Regions from separate parts of the Zea mays genome. Here all the other regions are linked to region 3. Evidence: chromatin contacts called from public Hi-C data. All regions are on one chromosome and are shown on one strand. The core of a region is the stretch at or near the end of the contact, and the rest is flanking DNA. Distances in the headings are between cores, read along the strand shown.

Region 1 (2,700 bases), core at 17-2,516, 470 kb before region 3:
CTCGGAATAATTGTATATACACTGCATCTTATTTATAAACCATAGCAATTGAATTGGCTATACCTCACTAGGTTGTATTGTGTTTTAACAAAACTTAACAGATTTAATGGCATGTATATGCCATCTTTACTCACATGAGTTTAATGCACGAATGCAGATACTTTTTTGAGAAACCAAGGCATCTTGGAGAATGAAATTACACTGGCCAATGTCTCCTGTAGTATTGAAGTAGCTATACTCAGCAAGGACCATTTGCCATGCCCTTATCTTAACTTTGTCAGGAAGAGATTGGATCACCGATGTGATATTCTACTAATTCTGTTGACACGGAGAAATGGTCCAGCAAGCACATGCCATTTTTGACATTAACCACGACTAAAAATGGCAAAATAGCTATAAAAGAAAGTCTACTACCCACTGATCGATCTGGAAAACATCAGTTTTAACAGCACCATAGTAGTACTCTACTCAACAGTCTAACAAAGTCCGGAGTCCGGACACCACGAACCAGCCAAACTGAACCCATATGCAACCGTAACGACAAAGAAATTAATCGGCGACTCTTTAGTTCATGTTGCCATCTTATCTACTCGGTAATGCAAGAAAAATCGAATTCATCGACAAGGGATTCTGGTATGATGTCTGGCGTGCGAACCCCGATGAATCAAGAGCGCCACAGGGAACGGGTCGTATGAACCTTCATGACAAGAACCACTGGATAATCTGGCACCAATACAGGACGGCGTCCATCACCTCAACAGCAGGCACGGCGGAAGCCACTCCACCAAACCGCGAGGGGGTCGGAGGTCCAAGCAAGCACACTCACTCACTGTTCCATTAGCTCCCTGTTCCCCCAAGAGCCCCAACCGAACAGAAAAGCTTCGGGATCGGACCTCACCTGCAGGAAGGCCTCGTCGAGCTCACGGAAGGTGGACGCGGACGACGCCTCGTCCACCCGCACCGCCCCCGGCCCCTGCTGCGCACTCCTCATCCCGCCGCCTCCTTCTCGATCACCGAATGTCACCACGTCACGGGGTGCCCGCCGCCCGATGGCGCTCCAGCTCAGATCCTCGTGCGGCCCGCCGCGCGCGGCGTGCAAGCTCATGGCCGTGTGCCGTAGTTTGCTACTCGGCTACTCCACTTCAGCGGCGGGAGGAGGAGGATGCGTGAGCACGCGTTGCCGTTTGCGTGCGCGCGCGCCTGGGGTGGGCGGCGCGGGCTGCAGCCGTGGAGGCGAGGCAGAAGCCGCGTGTCGCGTGCTGCGCCGGAATGAGCGCGGCGCTGCCGCTGCTGCACCTGCGCGCATTTACTGGCGCGTTTTTCTCGCGGCGAACGACGAGGACATGATTGGATTTTTCCCGTTTGCGGGTGCCGAGACCGAGGGGCCAGAGGGCGGGGCGCGTAAATTCTCCGGGTCGAGCCAAGCGGCATTTGCCGTGTGCAGGTGCAGCGACGCCGACGCGGACTAGCGTGGCCGTAACGTGGGCAGTCAGCGAGCGGCACACGAGTGACTCGCGGGAGTGGGATTCAGCCATTCAGGAGCTGAACCGGACAAAAACGCAGGACGAAAGGGACCGCGCCCGAACCGTGGGCGTCCGATGCGCCATCCGGTTCGTGTGGCCGGGGGGCACTCGCGTACGGGATTTTGCGCATTTGCGCTACACAACGACGCCTTGAAAGGAGAAGACGAGTTCCTTACGAAATTATTGAGCGGTGTGTGTTTGTCTATATAGATTTAAATCATCGGCTGGCTACCACGCTCAAATCACAAAAGAGAAGCATCCCGCCACCCAGGCGATCAGGACTAGCAAGGAGTGGCTTGGGCTGCCTTGCCTTACTAGAATGGCCAAAGGCGTTCACAGGTTAAATGAGACGATCGTAAATCTAGACTGGTGCTTCTATAGGATAAATTTAGGCTGGTGACATATGGTAATACCGATTACCGAACACATGTTTTATTGGGGACAAAGCCAAATAAGTTTTTGAAGCGTTTTTTTTTCAAAAAGCATTCTTGGAGATACGGTTGGATATTTCGTCATAGTTCAAGTTGACTCGGTTTGGCTCGTTAAGCTAACAAGCCACAGAGTCGACTCGTTTATTAGCTCGAGTTGGCTCGTTTACCTCGTGAGACAGAGATTATATATATATATATATATATATATATATATATATATATATATATATATATATATATATATATATATATATATATATATATATATATATATATATATATATATATATATATATAATAATCAATTTCTAGTTAATTTTAAACTAATTTAACAATAGAAAATAATAATTATACTCATAGTTTCACAGACCACGTCAATGTAATACCAAATTAACATAATTCATCACTCATCAATTCACAATTAATATACATGTTCAACAGTTTAACCCACAGTTATATTTGCATAGACAAATTTAATGTATAGATATAGTTAATCAATTATTATGTAAATAATATGCATATAGTTCCTTTTTCTAAAATGTGGTAGCTCGTTTAATTCGTGAGCTAGCTGGTTAACGAATCGAGCTAGAATGTTAAAAGTGCTCAACTCGTGAAAAAAAACAATAGAACCAAGCCGACGGACCACGAGAATTTCGTGGGGCCCTAATTAGAGATGCACCTCAGATCATGTCTGCCCTTATTTCGATTCTCTCTTCGTCCGCTGGGCGGCTGGGCCACACTAAACC
Region 2 (2,700 bases), core at 139-2,638, 490 kb after region 3:
ATTCTAGGAATCTCAATATGGTGACCATACTAGACAGGTTTTGTTACCCAATGGATTCTGACCCTACCTCTTATGCTTTCAAGATATATGCAGAGAAGCAGCTCGAACGCAATTAGTAAAGGCGCTGCAACAATCGAATGACATGGTGCCCACTGCAAGCAAAAAGAAACATATCAGGCTAACTGGATGCAAAATGAGCAATGGTAATGCAAACAGTAAAAAGGTCAGGTTTAATAGACGAGCCACTGTAAATCTCACATGACGGCCATGAGGTAATGAAGGGGCAGGCATTGAAAACCTTCCACGCGCAACAATACCATGAAAGAGCCATAGTGGAATGAATATTATCCTACATGATCAAAGTAGCATCATTAGCAATTTGTATCGGCTTTACCATTGTCAACTTATAGTATTTGTCATAAAGCAATCCATAATTCGGTATTACCTAATTCTAGCTACAAGGTTTTATCGTTGCGTTTGGCGTATCAGAACAGTGCTTAAAGGCATAAAATCTGCTGTCTATTATCCTAGCACAACACCAAGTGAGGAAATGCCGGCGGCTGGCCAGCATCAGCTCGGTTATAGATGGGGTCATTGATAAGCATCAATTGAGAACTACCAGCAGCTCTCAACATTCATCTGAGCCCCAGACATGTAGCTGAATTACACGTCGGCGGAGCAGATTATCCAGCACCAGCTACCAGCAGCCAAGAGCCAACCCTGAAACGCACGCAACACGCAAAAAAAAACGAGCATACGAATCCGCCAATTCCAAAACTACATCTGCATCGCAAGAAAGACGCTCTCCCCCGGTCCCCTCAAATCAGAACGCTGTCCAATAACTCGAAGCCCCTCCCCTCGCTGAAACAAAACTAATTAGATCGAATCGAAGCGGAGGGGGAGGGACGAAAGCCAGGTGGGAGGGGACGGGGAGGTTAGTGTTTAGAGCGCGTACCACCAGGAGTATGTGGTGCGTCCGTCGACCCTGAGCGCGAGGAGGAGAGTGAAGCAGAAGAGCGCGGCGTGCGCCGACGCCGCCTGGGCCGTCTTCCCCACCCCCGCCCACGTGTGCCCCCGCCGCCGCTGCATCTCTCCTGCTCCCTAGACCCCCGACGGGAAAGGCAAATATCCCCTTCTCCGGTGGCTCCGCTTCCTTGGACTCGAAGTTCGGCGATGGGTGGGTGACTCGGAGAAATGGGGGATAAACAGAACAAAGGGTACAAGGGTTTCTCTCTCTAGTCTAGTGATGGAGTCATGGAGTATGATAAGAGCGACGATTCCATTCTGCGTTCTCTCTGCGCTTTTTCGTAATGGAGTAGCATAACCTAGCAGTAGTATATTGCCGAGCCGCTGTTCATGGTCATGGGAGATGGAGAGGGGATGGATTGGATTGGTCGGGTCGGGTCAGAGAAGGAGAGAAGGAGAGGGATCGGGTCCCGGGGGCCAACAACGCGCGCCTGGTGTTTGAGACTGACCGCAACGCTGCCCTCTCCCCTTGCATGCGGCGCGTAGGGGGCACCCTATGGCCGCAGCGGTGCCCCCTACAGCGCCCCCTACGTGTCGGTCCCCTTCTCTCTCCCCTAGATCTAGCGTGTCACTGTTCATCACCCTAAACACTGTGCTGTGGGTCCACGAGTAATTGTTAGTAGATAAAAAATTGATAGTTGATATAGAAAATGATATTTTATAGTGGTAGTGGGGTATAGGGGGAGTATTTAGGGGGAACCGCTGCGGGAGATGAAAAAATAGGGGGGAAAATAGGGGGAAAAAGTGATATAGGGGGAAAAATTTAGGGGTAACGGTTGCGGATAGCCTGAGAAGCCGACGAGCTGGATTTTTTTTCTGCTCGGTATCAGGTCCTTTTTGGTTTAATTGAGGGACTAAGTTATTATCTACTCTGTATAGTTCTATAGACTAAAACTATTCAAAATGTATTAAATAAATCATAAAAAAACCTAAATATTCTTAGTGTTTTCTCGCCGTTAGTGTAACTGAAATAAAGGAGGTCAAAAGGTAGAATCTATATAGTTTAGTCCCTTTTAGTCATCCTTTAATGTGTTTAGTTTGAGGTTAAAGTAGAATGAAGCGGGACAGATACCGTCCTCTCGATTTTTTGGTATCACGCTGTCACTAAAAATTATTTCGGTGTTTAGCTTGCTCTCATGTGACTCTCATTCAAACACTATAAAATTGTGGTCGCTCACTTCATTCCTCCTTATACCTCCAACCAAACATACCATAAGCGACTAGATTATAAAACAATTTAGTCCATATTTTAATCTCATAATTTGATAATTTAATGACTAAATGTAACTAAAATGGATAACTAATCTTTAGTTCATCAAACTAGACGGCGCTAAGTGTAGGAGAATTTTTTTCTGCGACTTGGTGGCTCCGCCCGCGGCCCCCATCGTCCGGCCCCGTTTTGGCGGTTGCTTGCACGGCACACTCTCGGATCCTCCCGCCACGTTCCTCTCCCCGCCCCGCGTCCCACCGTCATCCCGCCCTACACCGACTCGCCGAGACGGAGGATCGCCCGCACCGCGGCGCGGGGACCGGGCCGACGACGCAGCCGGCCTGCCGAGACGCAGGTCAACAACGGATTTGGTGGGTCCGTTCCGTAGCTGCAAATGTCCCAAAATATAATTGGGAAAATATACAGGTAATAACATTGGTAAATGCGAAAGTCAAAAAAAAAAC
Region 3 (2,821 bases), core at 153-2,652:
ACGCTCAGCAGCGGCGGCGCAAAAAATCCACGTGCGTTGTGGCGGAGTTTTGCGAAGAGAACTAGGGGTGGGCAAAAAATTATCAAACATCGTTCGAACCGTACACCATACACCGAAATTTGTGGTATATTTGATTTTTGATGTTTGGCGTGGTTTAGATTTTAGCTCTATTTGGTGTTTGGTGCGGTTTCCAATATTCGCACAGCAAAAACCGAAATTTAGCAAACCTACCTTGATGCCCAACAAACAACTCATATAAGGTCCTAAACCCTAGACTCATATCATTTTAATTTTTAAGAACTATGAGTTAGTTACTCTTATTCGACACTAGATTGTTTATGCAGTTTTATTAAGTACTTGTTGATGAACTATTAATATGTTTTTTAGGCAATTTTATGTTTGTAGTTTTAATTTGCTACTTGTTTGGTGATTGTGGTAGTACCAAAACGAAACCAGAAAAACCGAACACTAAATTGTGCGGTTTTTATTTCTAAACAAAAAGCTTGGTTTCCATTTTCCAAGCACCAAACTTTTTTTAACACCGAATAATCCGCACCGAATAACCAATAAAACCGAATGCTCAGCCCTAAAGAGAACTCAAATTCACTCGTCATAATTCGGAGACCCCATCAACGAGAAAAAAACACTTTTTATGTTCAGTTCCAGATCATAGAAAACATGTTCATTAAATTCTTTTGTCCACCGGTGCCTGACGCATTTCGTCAAGTTACAGTCATGTCCATGAAAGTTTCTCTCTCCTCTTAATTACACTTCCATGTGATGAAGCATGATAGTCTGGCTTCGGCACGATAGTACGATACACATTGGACTTATATTTTCGACGACTGAGTAATTATTGACCTTGCGCTAGGTGAGCTATTTGACTCAAACGTTGGGATGGGCTATGTCAGCCCGCTGGGCCAGTGGCACAGCCCATGTGGTCCATCTTCCGGCAAATTACGCCCACCTTCAATGTGCAGCGTTGCAACTATCAGCTGGTAGTACTACAGTTCAATAGTAGGTGCGCAACTGAGCACTGCAAGCCGATCTGCGTGATTCACGACACGCTCTCGAAAACTTCGTCCCCTGCACAACAACATGCATCTCACAGGTCCTCGCGCCTCGGCGCCGGCAGTGCGTGCGTTCAGTTCAACGCACGAGCGAGAAGCACTGCAACAAGTGGATCGCCATCCCGTCCGGCGTGCACAGCACATCAGGCGCTGCACATAGCTCTTCTATTATCTTCTATTAAAGGCCTGTTCGGTTATTTTTAATCTATATGGATTGGAGGGGATTAATACGGATTGAGAGAGGGCTTGACGCGGCCGCACCCGACAACTACCTCGACGGCTGTGATGACGCGACTTTGGCGATCCTTTGCGCAGTCCCGGCTCGGCGGATTCACCATTCCTTTTGGAGATATACTCCACCGTACGGCTTGGCGCTTCCTAGCTGGCGGCCGGAGGACAGACGAGATGGCCTGAGCAAATAGTGCGTGTACGTGACCGGGCAACAACAACACGCACGTACGTCTCGGCGTAGTTGGAGCGTGCGGCAAGAGTAGCCTCTAGCCTTCTGTAGCAAGAACCTGCCGCCGCCTTGGCTTGGCCGCTGCTGCAGGCTAGCTCACGGTCGCAGACGAGCTGCGGCTGCCGCTTGCTGCTCCTGCTTGCATCCATGCACAGGGCTCGAGAAGCCGACCGGGGACGGCATGGAGAAATGCAACTGGCAACCCAAGCAGAACACTGTGCTGCAACGGGGAAGGGCAATGCCACAGGTGCTGCACGCTGCACCTGCATGCTCGCGGCAGGGCGCTCCAACAGTGGTTCGGCGCGCGGCGTGCACGCCGGTGCCAAATAAAGGCCTTCCATCGGGTTGCCGTTGCCGTGCGTGCCACTGCCACCGTTGCCTTGTACTATCGCCGAGTTATTTCGGAGTTCAGAACTCGATCGATCGGTCCATCTATGCGGCTCTGAGGCATGCGCGTGTTGTTGACTGTGTCTGTGTGGCCTCGGACGCCGGAGCCTAGAGCGCGGCTAGCGCCGGCTGTGCGGCAGCAGGAAATATTTGGACCGCCAGCCCAACGGCTTGCAACTTTTGCATAGATCAGGTGCTGCCGCTCAGCGCTGATTCTTCCCTTCCGTTCACCTCTGTTTTTGCTCCCCACATTTAAAGGCTAAAAAGCCTAAAATTATACGTAGAAATGGTAGTAGAATTGAAAGTCTCAACATATATATATTTTCGATCCCTCTTTTGTCTAGAGAAAACCTTTGTCTACCCAAGAACTTTAGCAAGCTGGCCTCACCACCGTAGCCCGTAGGCTACCTAAGGCGTGAGTGACACTACACCAAAATAGTAAACTTCATAGAGTCTAAACCCTAAAAAATTAGGTCTAAACTATAGGAAGTTACCTAAACTCTCGGAAGTTAGCTTAACTTCCTATAGGCCTCTAGGAAGTTAGCTAACTTCCTACAGCCAAAAAGCCTCTCGGAAGTTAGTAGATTCTCAGAAGTTAGTAGCTTCACGCCGTCAGCGCCGTCAGCTGACTAACTTCCTACAAGTAACTTCCTACGGCTGACTGCAGCGTGACTAACTTCCTACGGCTTACTGTAGCCCCTAGGAAGTTAGCTGGCTAACTTCTGACTGTAGCACTGGCTAACTTCCTACGACTTAATAAGCCTTTAGGAAGTTAATTTGACCAGCATTACAAATGTTGTTTATTTTTATTTTACACCAGATTCCACAACATAATAAATATATCAACAGATATATAGCACAACATATTTTCACATAAAATATCTCACACACAATCACATAACAA

What was found. Hi-C and Micro-C count contacts between places; a contact is called where the count stands out from the background.
Region 1: a Hi-C map of tassel shows a contact between it and region 3, with 3 times the contacts expected there. The contact joins the promoter of LOC103643866 here to the enhancer-like site in region 3. A contact is called at or near these places in 3 of 25 Hi-C or Micro-C datasets (ear, leaf and tassel).
Region 2: a Hi-C map of tassel shows a contact between it and region 3, with 2.0 times the contacts expected there. The contact joins the promoter of LOC100282654 here to the enhancer-like site in region 3. A contact is called at or near these places in 2 of 25 Hi-C or Micro-C datasets (ear and tassel).

The regions. Positions count from the first base shown.
Region 1 is chr1:271,549,003-271,551,702 of Zm-B73-REFERENCE-NAM-5.0, forward strand. LOC103643866 (protein OPAQUE10-like) reads right to left here and starts at 1,267. Exons shown (of 8, transcript NM_001358048.1): 1 at 899-1,267. The coding sequence starts at 1,105.
Region 2 is chr1:272,502,890-272,505,589 of Zm-B73-REFERENCE-NAM-5.0, forward strand. It overlaps LOC100282654 (protein binding protein), which reads right to left and starts at 1,389. Exons shown (of 14, transcript NM_001155562.2): 1 at 956-1,389; 2 at 259-349; 3 at 68-152. The coding sequence starts at 1,089.
Region 3 is chr1:272,016,464-272,019,284 of Zm-B73-REFERENCE-NAM-5.0, forward strand. No RefSeq gene overlaps it. Among protein-coding and RNA genes, the nearest start is that of LOC103643872, 19 kb to the right of the region's middle. Within about 2 kb of position 1,403, at least 20 of the 20 cell types and tissues checked have an H3K27ac peak or open chromatin away from gene starts, as enhancers often do. A contact at or near this core is called in ear, leaf and tassel, where this site is marked.